Linked DNA regions of Sus scrofa: all the other regions are linked to region 3. Evidence: chromatin contacts called from public HiChIP or PLAC-seq and promoter capture Hi-C data. All regions are on one chromosome and are shown on one strand. Each heading gives the region's core, a stretch centred on a gene start, on an enhancer-like site or on the middle of the called end of the contact. The rest is flanking DNA. Distances are from core to core; before and after follow the strand shown. Region 1 holds the start of G3BP1 (G3BP stress granule assembly factor 1). Region 2 holds the start of ATOX1 (antioxidant 1 copper chaperone). Region 3 holds the start of SLC36A1 (proton-coupled amino acid transporter 1).

Region 1 (3,556 bases), core at 295-2,794, 310 kb before region 3:
AGACTTTCATCCACAGAAGATCCCAACCGCCTTAAGGGTAAGATTTCCAATTCCAAGAGCTATCACCCCTAACGCACCGAGCTTAGGCTCCACAGAGGTCAAATGTATACTCTAACTGGGCACCAAGGTTTCCATTCCAATTTCAAATTTTAACTTACACATGCTGGCTAGATCTGAAACGCCTCAAAGTGCAACCTCATTTTCCTCGACTATAAAACGAGGAAGTCAAACAATCTTCTCCAAGGTCTTTCTCGAAAGTCTGCCCCAATTAAAAAATGAAGCAAAGATTCAAGATATCAAGGCCTAACTTCCTGCTGGTGGGAATTTCCCATCGTCAGCCTACTACGTTTCAAATCTGACAGCACACTGTCCAGGTTCAGTTGCACTTAGTCATTTTATTCTGTCGTTTCCCCAGAAGCTTTTAAGGCAGCACGTCCGTCAGCCACCTGTAGGAAAACCTGTCGCAAGGAGGCCCAAACCCTTTCTCTTCCTTGGTCACAGACCCACGCCCAACCCTTGTCTCCCTGGAAGCCCACAACTGGCCCAACTACAAATGCCGCTGCAGTCGACCTTCCGAGGCTGGTACTGTCCCCAGGGACTAGTGCTCTGGGGGCAAAGGTGCCCTGGAGCCGCACACGGCGCTGCAACAAAGACTACAATAGACTTGGGGGACGAGGAGTCAGGTGGCCTGCGTTCAAATTCCTGTCCCTAACGATCTGTGTTCGACCGTGTCACTCCACCGCTGGGCCTTCGAATCCGCTGTAAACATTAGAAAATCATGGTACCTACCTCATCGGGACATTGCGGGACTAAAGGGGAAACACACAAGGTGCGCACGACTGTGCCTGGCACAGAGGGAGGGCTTAGAAGATGAGTAGTTAGTACTATCATCATTCGACATCCACGAAGTCGCTGCTTACCCTTCACTCGCTGTAAAAGCTTGGGGGGCAGCACTTCTGCTTCCCGAGTCCAGAAATTCTCATCGCACTTTCGTGCCCCCCCCCCCCCATAAAAGCCTTCTCTGGTCTGGGATTAAGCTGGAGCTACAGCCAGGAAAGGACTCGGATGGCGCGTGGGGGTGCGGGCGGGAAAAGCTGGCGAGCTCGCCGCGCGGGGCCCCAGGCCCTCGAGAGCACTCTGGGGCTCGGGCGGCGGCTGCGGCTCGCTCTCGCCCCGCGTGGCCGTTGGGCGCGGCACGCGCACGCCGCGAACGCGGACACGGCCACGCGCGCCGGCCGGTGGGGGCGGGGGGCGGAGAGCTCCTGCGCGCCCGTGCGCCTGCCGCGCGCGCCTGCGGCCGTTGGGGCGGAGGTGGGGAGGGGGAGCTCGCACAGTCGCCGTTCGGACGTCTCCCTCTCACCTCTGCCCCAGCTCGCCCTCCTACCGGTCCAGCCCCGCCCACACCCTGCCGTACCTGCACGGCTGAACGGGAGAGGAACAAGCTCTGCTCCACCGCAAGGCAAAAGGCAAATACCCTTCACGCAACTGCGTCCGCACACACGCGTGCTCCGTCGCCGGGCTATATAACCGAGACTCAGACTAACTTGTTGCGGCCAAGTCGGGCAGGCTAGTGGCCAATCCCGACGGCGTCCTCTGAGCTCTTCGCGCAGCAATTGGGTACTGACTCAGGATGAAGGCGTGGCTCTTGATTGGCTTTGACTTTTGCCTATGAGCCTGTAAGGATCTCGTTTCCCTAGTGACGGATTGGCACTGAGAGAGACCAATAACGGAAAGGTACGGTGGGGAAGGGGCTGGGAACTTCTTTGACCGATATCCACGGTAGCCAATAAGTGCGTGCAGCCGTTCCCATTCGTTAAAACGTCTTCCCCTGGGCGGAGATCCGTTTTCCATGCAGGAGCGGTTGATCCACAAGGTGGGGCCCTTGTACTTTGGGGAAGTAAACCCCAAGCAACTAGGAGGTGGGCGCCAGGGTGGCTGGGGGGCCCCGGCCCAATCGCAGCGCGGAAAAGAGGTGATTGACGCCGGGGTTGAACGGTACCGAGGAGGCTGAGCCCCGGGGGCCGCCTTGCCTTCTGGGGAGGTTCTGAGGCTTTCTTGGCCCCGGCTTCTGTCCTTTTCCCTTTCCTTTCTTCACTTGTTGGGTGCGGTCCCTGAGGCCCCCTTCTCCCGCTTTTCCCGCACAATTTGGTACCAGCCGAACCAGATGGTGAAGTTTCCCGTTGCTTTATTTTATTTTTTTCCTCTTATGCCAACTTTTTTATTTCCACGCGGCCGCCTAAGGGCACTTGCTGGTTCTCAGCATTAGTCAGCACTATTACTGGACAACCGTTCAAGGAAAGCCAGAGGAGAAGGTAACTCCCGTTGTGTACCTAAGGGCTTGTAAAAAGGTCGCACGTGAAAACTGTTGACTTTGAGGACACTCGTTTCTACTCTGCCCTTCTGGGCAAGTGCTGCTGCAGGTCGGCTAGTGGGTGTTGACCGAGGAACAAGAGTTTGTTCATTCTCCCGGCAGCTTGGCCCTTCCTGTAACATCCTGTGCGTCACCACCATTGTCATTCCCATTTCCAGTTGCCCTAGGTGTGGGGCCTTATTTCTTGTAGTCGTTACATCTTGAAAAGGTAGTTTGTCAAACTCCTATGGACACCCCAAAGCGTCCCTAAAACACCAGAGGCTAAGTGACGCTCCAGCCCGGTCCTGTCCACGTCTTCTAGCCTTTTGTTAGGCCCTCTATTGGTCACCCTGAGCATTTCACATGGAAATACAGAGACACGCCTCGTTTGAGTCTCCTTTGCAGGCACGTGGTCCTGGGGAGGGTCTCAAAATTTTGTAAATTTGGAAATAATGCACGTGGAGCCTCTGCTGGGGGCGAAAGGACAGGGGAGGCAGCCTGGTGGGGTCGGGGTGCAGCCCCAGAAGCTAAATGGGAGCGTCCCTCTGCCCCCCGCCCCCCAAGCCCCACTCCTGCATCAGCCTCTCTCATTCAGCACTTAATGAACTCCAGGGGCTGGGGTCAGGGATGATCAAGATGCTGCTGACCCTGCTTGCTGCCACCCATTGAACAAACCAGGGCCTGGAAGCTCCTCCGCGAGCTCGGGGAAACTGGGGAAGGGGCATATGGGACTTTGGGGGCAAGGAAGGGATCTCGGCTCAGAGGAGAGGATCCGCCACAGGTTTTCTGATTTAAGGAACCTCCAGGATCTCGTTAGCCTTACTAAGGAATTTGGACTTTACTCGGAGGGAGATGAGGAGCCCGTGAAAGATTTCTTAAAAGGTGGACGAGGACATTTGCAGGTTTTTTTTTTTTTTTTAGGCCCCCCCCCCCAGCATATGGAAGTTCCCAGGCTAGGGGTCAAATCAGAGCTATAGCTGCTGACCTACAGCACAGCCGCAGCAACACCAGATCCGAGCCATGTCTGCGACCTGCACCACAGCTCATGGCAATGCAGGCTCCTCACTGAGCAAGGCCAGGGATCGAACCCACATCCTTAGAGATACTAGTTGGATTCGTTTCTGCTGCACCACAACAGGAACTCTGACATTCGCAGTTTTCAAGACAACTTTACAAACTGAACTGCTAATCAGAGCAGACTGGCTG
Region 2 (3,557 bases), core at 572-3,071, 290 kb before region 3:
AGGCTGGAAAACTGCCCTCTAGGATGCTGGAGAAAGCTGTTCACAGAGAATCATCTTATTGGAGTTACTCCTCTGCTATGAAAGCACGTAAGCAGGACAGGTACTGGAGGAACTGCTGCCTATCATGTACTGCTGGTCCTTTTCCACAGCAGGAACCAGGTGCTGGAGAAGCCATCCTCAGAAGCTAGGCAGAGGCCAGTCACAGATACTCCAAGAGCCTGGAGACTGAGCACACTGGAGTAAGAAAGGAAAACCTTAATTCATTGAAAAAAATTTTTAAATAAAAAATTAAAAAAAATAAATGTTACAGGAGTTCCCTTGTGGCACAGTGGGTTAAGGATCTGGTATTGTCACTGCAGTGGCCCAGGTCACTGCTGTAGTGAGGGTTCAATCCCTGGCCCAGGAAGTTCCACAATGCTGTGGGTGTAGACCAAAAAATAAAAATGTTACAAAACTCTAAAAAAAAAAAGAAAAAAAGGAAAACCTTTCCTCCTCCAGTGTCTCTCCAGAGCCTTTACTGGCAAAGCTTAACATCCTGCCATTTGGCAAAGCAAAAGTAATCTTCAAAGGGTCCAGATTTTCACAAGCAGGCAAAAATGATGAATTGGAACTAAGACACAGTAGCCAGCACACTTTCTCAAAAAGGTTTTGTGTATTAGAGTATAGTTTTCCTTAACCAGTGGTTTCCTAAACAAGGAGGAGGAGAGGAACAAAAATACACGAATTTGTTTTTTTGTTGCTTTTGTTTTTCTTTTTAACAGCAGCACCTGCAACCTACAGATATTCCCACACTAAGGGTCGAATTGGAGCGGCAGCTGCTGGTCTATACCACAGCCACAGCAATGCCAGATCCCAGCCACGTCTTCCGCCTATGCAGTGGCTTGCAGCAACGCTGGATCCTTAACCCACCGAGAGAGGACAGGGATCAAACTCACTGCGTCACAGGGGACCGTTCTTAACCCGCTGGGCCACAACGGAACTCCAATGACAGATCTTTGAAACTGCTAACATAGACGTAGGCTCCTTGGATATTTTAAGGACAGAAACAGCCTGGTACTCGTGTGTGTGTGTGTGTGTGTGTGTGTGTGTGTGTGCGTGCGTGTGTATCAAGACCTGGGGCTTGACACACCTTCTGTGTCTTAGAGCATCTCCGCCTCTGTCTGTCTTTACCCATGGCTATGGGTCTCATGTCTTTGCCGTGTCATTTCTCCATCTCTCTCAATAGTTGCTTCTCAGTCTGCCTCCTCCAAGCTATGCCCTATGCCGTTTCCTCTGCCTCCTTCCTCCCCAAATAACTCTTCTTCCTTCTACAGATGGACGAAGATTTCCGCCTCTGGAAGCCTCCTCACTTCACGAACCGCCTTCACCCTCCAGTCCGAGTTAGAGGTCTTTTCTCCGCTCGCACTGAGACACGGCTCCTTCCTTTAACACTGCTTTATCTTGCATCGTCATCTCCTGCTTCCCTGGCTCCCTACTAAGCTGTATCTTTCCATACCTGCATCTTGGATGCCTCGCACAGGGCCAGCCCAGGGCTGGCAATAAATACTGAACGGGTGAACAAATGAGGTGGTTCCTTTGCGGGGGTGGTGGGGGGAGTTTCCAGCCCCTAATACATGCCTGACAAAGGGTAGGCGGTCTAACCACGGTCCGCATGCGGGGCAGGCTAGCCGAGGTCCCTCCCACCGCCTAGCACAGACGTGGCAAGTGGCCAGGGGCTCCATCCCGGCCGGAAAGAGGCGGAGAGGACAACAGCCTCCAGGCCGCTGCCCGCCCGCGAGGCCGGGGGGGCGTGGCTTAGCCGGAGGCCCGGCCGGAGGGGGCGGGGCCGGGACCAAAGAGCGGCTTCTGCGGGGCGCGCGCACCCGGAAGCGCAGCCGCGCCAGCGCTCAGAGCCGCGGGAGGCGTCGCCACGGCCACCACGTCCTCAGTCATGCCGGTAAGTGGTCACGCCGCCTTCGCCCCGCGCAGACCCGCGGCCCACCGCTTGCGCCTCGTCTGCACTGCGGCTTGGCCACAGGTCGCTCTTCAAGGGCTCTGGCTGCGGCCGGAGCTGTCGCCCCTCTTCTCATCCCCTCCCCGCCCAGGCCCCAGCTTTTGCTTCTGCGACCCTCCAAGAAAATCGAATCCCAAGGGATTTTTATCTAGGAGTCAGGTGTCAGAACACCGAAGCTGCAAGGGCTCCAAGCGAGTACCAATCCAAACCTTCCTTGTATAAAAGGGGAAACTGAGGCCCAGAGACGGGCAGCGTCGACGGAGGTCCCGCAGGGTGATCCGGAACCGGAACTGGGCGGGGCCTGGATGCCCGTTCCCTCGGGGATGGCTCTGGACCTTGGGACAGGGAAGGCGTTCAGAGATCCGTGTTTCTCTTCCCTTCCCCCTGCCCACTCTTTCAGGTCAGCGCCAGGCGACACCGAATGGAGACAGTGCTTTTAACCTTTGCTCCTGGTCGGTTCATGAATCTGAACTCATGAACTCCAGAGAGGTTCAGGGACCGCCCCACAATTGATCACTTGCTCAGTGGCAGCGTTTGGGGCCGAATGCGCAGGTCGTAGCCCGCCTTTGCAGCTCACTCCGTCTTAGCGAGTATACTCGGTTGCTCATGGCCTCATTTTGTAGATGAAAAATTAAGGCCTTTTCCAGATTAAGCAAATTAAAGCCCAATGGTTTATTCAAGGTGGTGTTGGGAGTTGAGTGCAGCCAGGATAAAGCCCTTTATCTACTGTCTCGCAGTCTCTCCTGGCCTGACCACAAGCCAAGTGCCCAACAAAAGTAGTCATACCGGCTTGGGAGGAAGCACTGATCCTAGTTGCAACCTGGAGATCCTGGCTAGAGTCATGTGTTTAGCACATGACATCCCCCAGGGTTCCTAGTTTATGGCTCTGCTCCAAGTGGGTACCCAGAGGTGTCCCACAGATGCTCTGTGTCTTAGCAGCCTAGCTTTGGGGAGCTGACAGGTGAGCCAGAGGCCCCCTGGGCCACGCCACAAACATCTCAGGTGTCATTTCCTTTGGGTCTCGCCAGGTGCCTTGAGACAAATCCTCAGACAACACAAAGTCTGGACAAAGAACCTGACAGAATTAGCCCTCCCAGTTGAACAAATCTGCCTGCAGCAGTGACAGAGGATGGCATTAATCACCCTGGGACTAGAATAGTGAAGGCTACCAGGTTTTTGTGGGGGACGGGAGAGAGGGAAAGGCCAGCTTGAGGGTCAGTGCTCTCTGTTCACTTCTGGGGATTCTGACAAGCCAAAGACCCTCCAGAGTGGGTGATGAGAGTGAAGAGGGTACTTGTCACCACAGTCACGAGAGGGACAGCTGAAGGAAGGATTATTAGTCAAGGGACTGTCACCAAAACTGCAAGGGGAAGAGTGTGTCACCTGAGAGGTTTCTCTGACAAACACTTGAGATCTCAGAAACCTCTGGAAAATCTGGGTTCCTGTTCGCTGACTCGGTGACCTTGGGCAAGCTACCTTCCTTCTCTGTGCCTTGATTCCCTCATCTGTAAAATGGGGATTAAAAAAACTGACCTCACAGAGCTGTTTTTAGTATTAACTGGGA
Region 3 (3,987 bases), core at 692-3,191:
CTTCCTCAGAGCACCTTTAAAATAGACAAAGACAGCACTGAGCACTTCAAGCTGCCACAGGGATAAGGTCAAATGAACAATATATGCTTTAAAGGGAAAACAAGAACTCAATAGCAGACAATTATAAATGGCTTTGTGACTGTTACAAAACAAAGGAAGACAGATTTAACATCATAAGTATAACTCTGCCAAAAACGGGCTGCATCCCAAACAGTCCCAAACTCAGAGCAAATGACCAAGTCTTTTGTCTCCTTTTGCTTCAAGGACATCTTTTAAAACAAACAAACAAAAAAACACAAACACACACAGTAAATGTACGAGTTACTTACTATAGCCTAGGCTCTCAACAAAATTCAAAGAGGGCCTTGATCATATTTAAAATAATAAAAGTTAAAATCATTTTCAGCTATCAGCATTAAGCTTAGACATAACACAGAGATAGGAAGAAAGAGGAGGTAGATTTCATGGCAACCACAAACAAGAAGGGAAACTGCCTCCTGGCCAACTGTATTAAGCCTTATTACAGACAGATACTAATATACACAGGGGAAAGAAAAAACCTTTCTGATTAGAAAACAAACAGCCTGAGATGCAAAGAATGGCAAAGCAGAAGGAGCCCTTCGAGATTCCACCCCATCACTGTGCAGACTGGGAAACCTACACCCAGGCAAGGATGGGAGTCACTCAAGGTTGCAAAGCCAACGGTCAGAACTAGAAGAAAATTTCCTGATTCTTCAATCTCGGTTCTTTCCATTACCTCACACTATCTACTTTCAGCAAGCCTCAAATAACTGCAAAACATCCATCCGAATAACCAGCATTCTTCGAATCTGACAAGCTACATTACAAATAAAGCAAAGGTCTTGACAGTCTTTAATGCCAGAGCTCTTCACAACCAGAGCTGGGAGCCACCTACCCCTCCCAGGAGCATACTCCGCCTCTTATTTCACGTTTTGGGATGGTTTACACAAAATTGCGTGACGGTTAGAAACAGAACCTACTGAATGATGAGTCTGCAGAAAAATCCTGAATACTGAAAACAGGGAACCACACCCAGAGCCGGATCCCAGCGAGAGAGAACGAAGAGCTACAAAAGGGGAGTGGAATGAAAGAGAAGGGGACACAAAAGGGTACGGTGACTTCTCACCTATTAAGTTTTTCGCAGGAGGCAGGGTAGTGAAAAGCAAAGAGCCGCTAGAGCTCAGGGAGACTTAGTTTCTCGTCGCACGTCTGCAACTAACTCACTGCATGACCGTAGGCAACCGCCACTCCTTAGACCTCAATCTCCGCAAGAGCCCTAGATGGGGGCTGTAAAAGATAATTTCCCAGAGTCCTTGCGGTTCCTTACTCTACGACTCAAAGACCCGCTACTAGCAAGTTCCAAGCAGGACTCCCACAGCGGGCAGGTCACTTGACCGCGACCTCCTGACCCCTCCAGGAACCTCCGCAGAAGCCCTGTGGTCGTTTGGTAATCTTTCCCATCTGTTTCCACACCTGTCAAACAGGTCAGGGAGGTCATGGGAGAAGAGCGCGAAGGACAAGGGATTCTCCAGCTCCCCTTCTCCCGGAGGGGTATGCACCACACCGCAGCTGCGGTCGGGGAGCCGAGGAGACTCGGACCCGCAGCCCAGGCCAGTCGGCCAGTCAGTGTCTAACCCGAAGCCTCTGCGGCGCGGGGAGGAAGGGGACATGGGTTCAGCAAAGGCGCTGACCCGCCGCCAGCCCCAGCCCGTCCGTGCACGGACTCACCGCTCGGGGTTCCGACTTGAGCTCTGGCTCCTGCTTCAGCCCAGCAGCCCACCTGTCCCTGCCTCAGCGTGGAACCCTTGCCATCTCCACCGCCGGCTGCCCTGGCAGCCGCTTCCGGGCCCCATCACGTGACCCAGGCGCCCAAACCCGAGAGCCGGGTCACGTGCTCCCGCGCGAGGCTGCTGCTTTCCTCTCGCGGGGCTCGGAAACTCAGTTCCGCACCGCCACCTCGCGGCCGGATGCTGCCCCTACAGGCAGCATGATGTGGCTGGGGACCGAGTCGGGCGTGGGAGATCCGAGCAGCTGCCGCCAGTCCAGAGTCGCAGCACCGTCCCCTGAGCTGTGGCTTGTGAGAGATTGCTCCGTTTTACACCCGCGGCCTTTTCTTTAACACGTCTCAATGGGTACTTGTTGCTTTTATCATCGAAAAATAGTACACTAAAAAAAAATCTCCTCTGGTCAGATTTTTAGACGTTTTACACAAACGGGAGCTTGCGACCGGACACAGAACTGTGAGGTAAGGCAACACTCTTTTTAAACATATTTACAATTGTGTGTGTGTGTCTTTTTAGGGCCTCACTGTGGCATATGGAGGTTCCCGGGCTAGGGGTCCAATTGGAGCTGCAGCTGCCGGCCTGCACCACAGCCGTGTCGGATTCGAGCCGCATCTGCTACCTACACCACAGCTCACAGCAGCGCTGAATCGCTGACCCACGGAGTAAGGCCAGGATCCAGCCTGAGTCCGCGTGCATACGAGTAAGACTTGTTGCCACTGAGCCAGGACGATGGGAACTCCTATTTTAAAAATTTAAGTGACCCTTTTATTTATTTTTTTATTATTATTATTATTTTGTCTTTTTGCCTTTTCTAGGGCTGCTCCCGCGGCATATGGAGGTTCCCAGGCTAGGGGTTGAATCGGAGCTGTAGCCACCGGCCTATGCCAGAGCCACAGCCACGCGGGATCCAAACCGCGTCTGCAACCTACACCACAGCTCACGGCAATGCCAGATCCTTAACCCACTGAGCAAGGGCAGGATCGAACCCCCAGCCTCATGGTTCCTAGTCGGATTCGTTAACCACTGCGCCACGACAGGAACTCCCAAGTAACCTTTTTAAATGAATGGCAACATTTCTGTATGTTTGAGGTGTATGTATTATCTAAGCTTCTCTTTCCTCCTCTTAGCAGATTTTACTTTTGAAAATTAACTACCCAGCCAAAAGAAATATATTGCTACAGCTACAAATGGATAAATCTTAAAATAATTATATCTGGATAAATCTTAATTATGCCAAGTGAAAGGGGGGAGGTCAGAAAAAAGAATCTGTTTATACAATATTCTAGAAATTTTAAAATAATCTACACTGACAGAAAGCACAGCAGTGGTTGTCTGGGAATGGATGAGGAGACCAGGAGAGGAAAGAGTGATTAGAAAGGGGCATAAGGAAACTTTCAAGGTGACCAATATATTATCTTGATTGTGGTGATGGTTGCACGAATATATATGTTGAAAGCTATGAAATTTAAATATGTGCAGTTTACTGTATGTAAATCATACCTCAATAAATCTGTTAAAATATTCACTAAATTGTATAAGTAAAACATTAACATATTTTATTAGAGCTATTAGGCAATGTATAAGTGTAGAAATAAGTGTATAAACAGTGGAAATTCCCCTTCTCCAAATTTATTCTCCTCTCCAAAGATTTATAGTTACCAGCATGTATTATCCTCCAAACCCTATGTATTTATAGAAATATCTTTATATAGACATGTGCAGATACCTGGTGTTAAAATTTAGGATCATAAATACCAGTAGTTATTGTTTTGCTTAACACTTTTTACTATCTGTGCTGTTTTCTTTTATTTTAGCCTTTTTTAGGGCCGCATCTGTAGCATATCAAAGGTCCCAGGCTAAGGATCGAATCGGAGCTGCAGCTTCTGGCCTACACCACAGCCACACCAATGCCAGATCTGAGTCGCATATGTGACCTATACCACAGGTCAGAGCAGCACTGGATCCTTAACCCACCGAGTAAGGCCAGGGATCAAACTTGCGTCCTCATGGATACTAGTTGGGTTTTTTTCTGCTGAGCCACAACAGGAAGGCCTGTCTGTGCTGTTTGTATGGCTCCATAAACATGTTACTTTATATAGGTATGTATGTTTAAAATCTCTGTATGTTCTTTTTTTCTTTCTTTCTTTCTTTTCTTTTCTTTTTTTTTTTTTTTTTTTTTTTT

The links. Promoter capture Hi-C pulls out the DNA fragments that hold promoters and counts their contacts. HiChIP or PLAC-seq counts read pairs in DNA pulled down with a chosen protein or histone mark.
Region 1: a promoter capture Hi-C map of fetal liver shows a contact between it and region 3, with 3 times the contacts expected there. The contact joins the promoter of G3BP1 here to the promoter of SLC36A1 in region 3. A contact is called at or near these places in 2 of 5 promoter capture datasets (fetal liver and liver), 2 of 47 Hi-C or Micro-C datasets (heart right ventricle and liver) and 1 of 2 datasets of contacts at active chromatin or transcription factors (alveolar macrophages).
Region 2: an H3K27ac HiChIP or PLAC-seq map of alveolar macrophages shows a contact between it and region 3. The contact joins the promoter of ATOX1 here to the promoter of SLC36A1 in region 3. A contact is called at or near these places in 22 of 47 Hi-C or Micro-C datasets (alveolar macrophages, brain, embryonic fibroblasts and 15 more) and 2 of 2 datasets of contacts at active chromatin or transcription factors (alveolar macrophages and skeletal muscle).

Annotation. Positions count from the first base shown.
Region 1 is chr16:71,274,540-71,278,095 of Sscrofa11.1, forward strand. G3BP1 (G3BP stress granule assembly factor 1) reads right to left here and starts at 1,545. Exons shown (of 12, transcript NM_001205405.1): 1 at 1,415-1,545. It overlaps LOC100514500, which reads left to right and starts at 2,190. Exons shown (of 2, transcript XR_002339616.1): 1 at 2,190-2,312.
Region 2 is chr16:71,297,500-71,301,056 of Sscrofa11.1, forward strand. ATOX1 (antioxidant 1 copper chaperone) reads left to right here and starts at 1,822. Exons shown (of 4, transcript NM_001167641.2): 1 at 1,822-1,936. The coding sequence starts at 1,931. It overlaps LOC100514500, which reads left to right. Exons shown (of 2, transcript XR_002339616.1): 2 at 762-815. It overlaps LOC110257252 (a long non-coding RNA gene), which reads right to left. Exons shown (of 3, transcript XR_002339617.1): 3 at 1-234.
Region 3 is chr16:71,587,591-71,591,577 of Sscrofa11.1, forward strand. SLC36A1 (proton-coupled amino acid transporter 1) reads right to left here and starts at 1,942. Exons shown (of 11, transcript XM_003134140.5): 1 at 1,750-1,942. LOC106506564 (a long non-coding RNA gene) reads left to right here and starts at 603. Exons shown (of 3, transcript XR_002339800.1): 1 at 603-1,130; 2 at 2,213-2,266.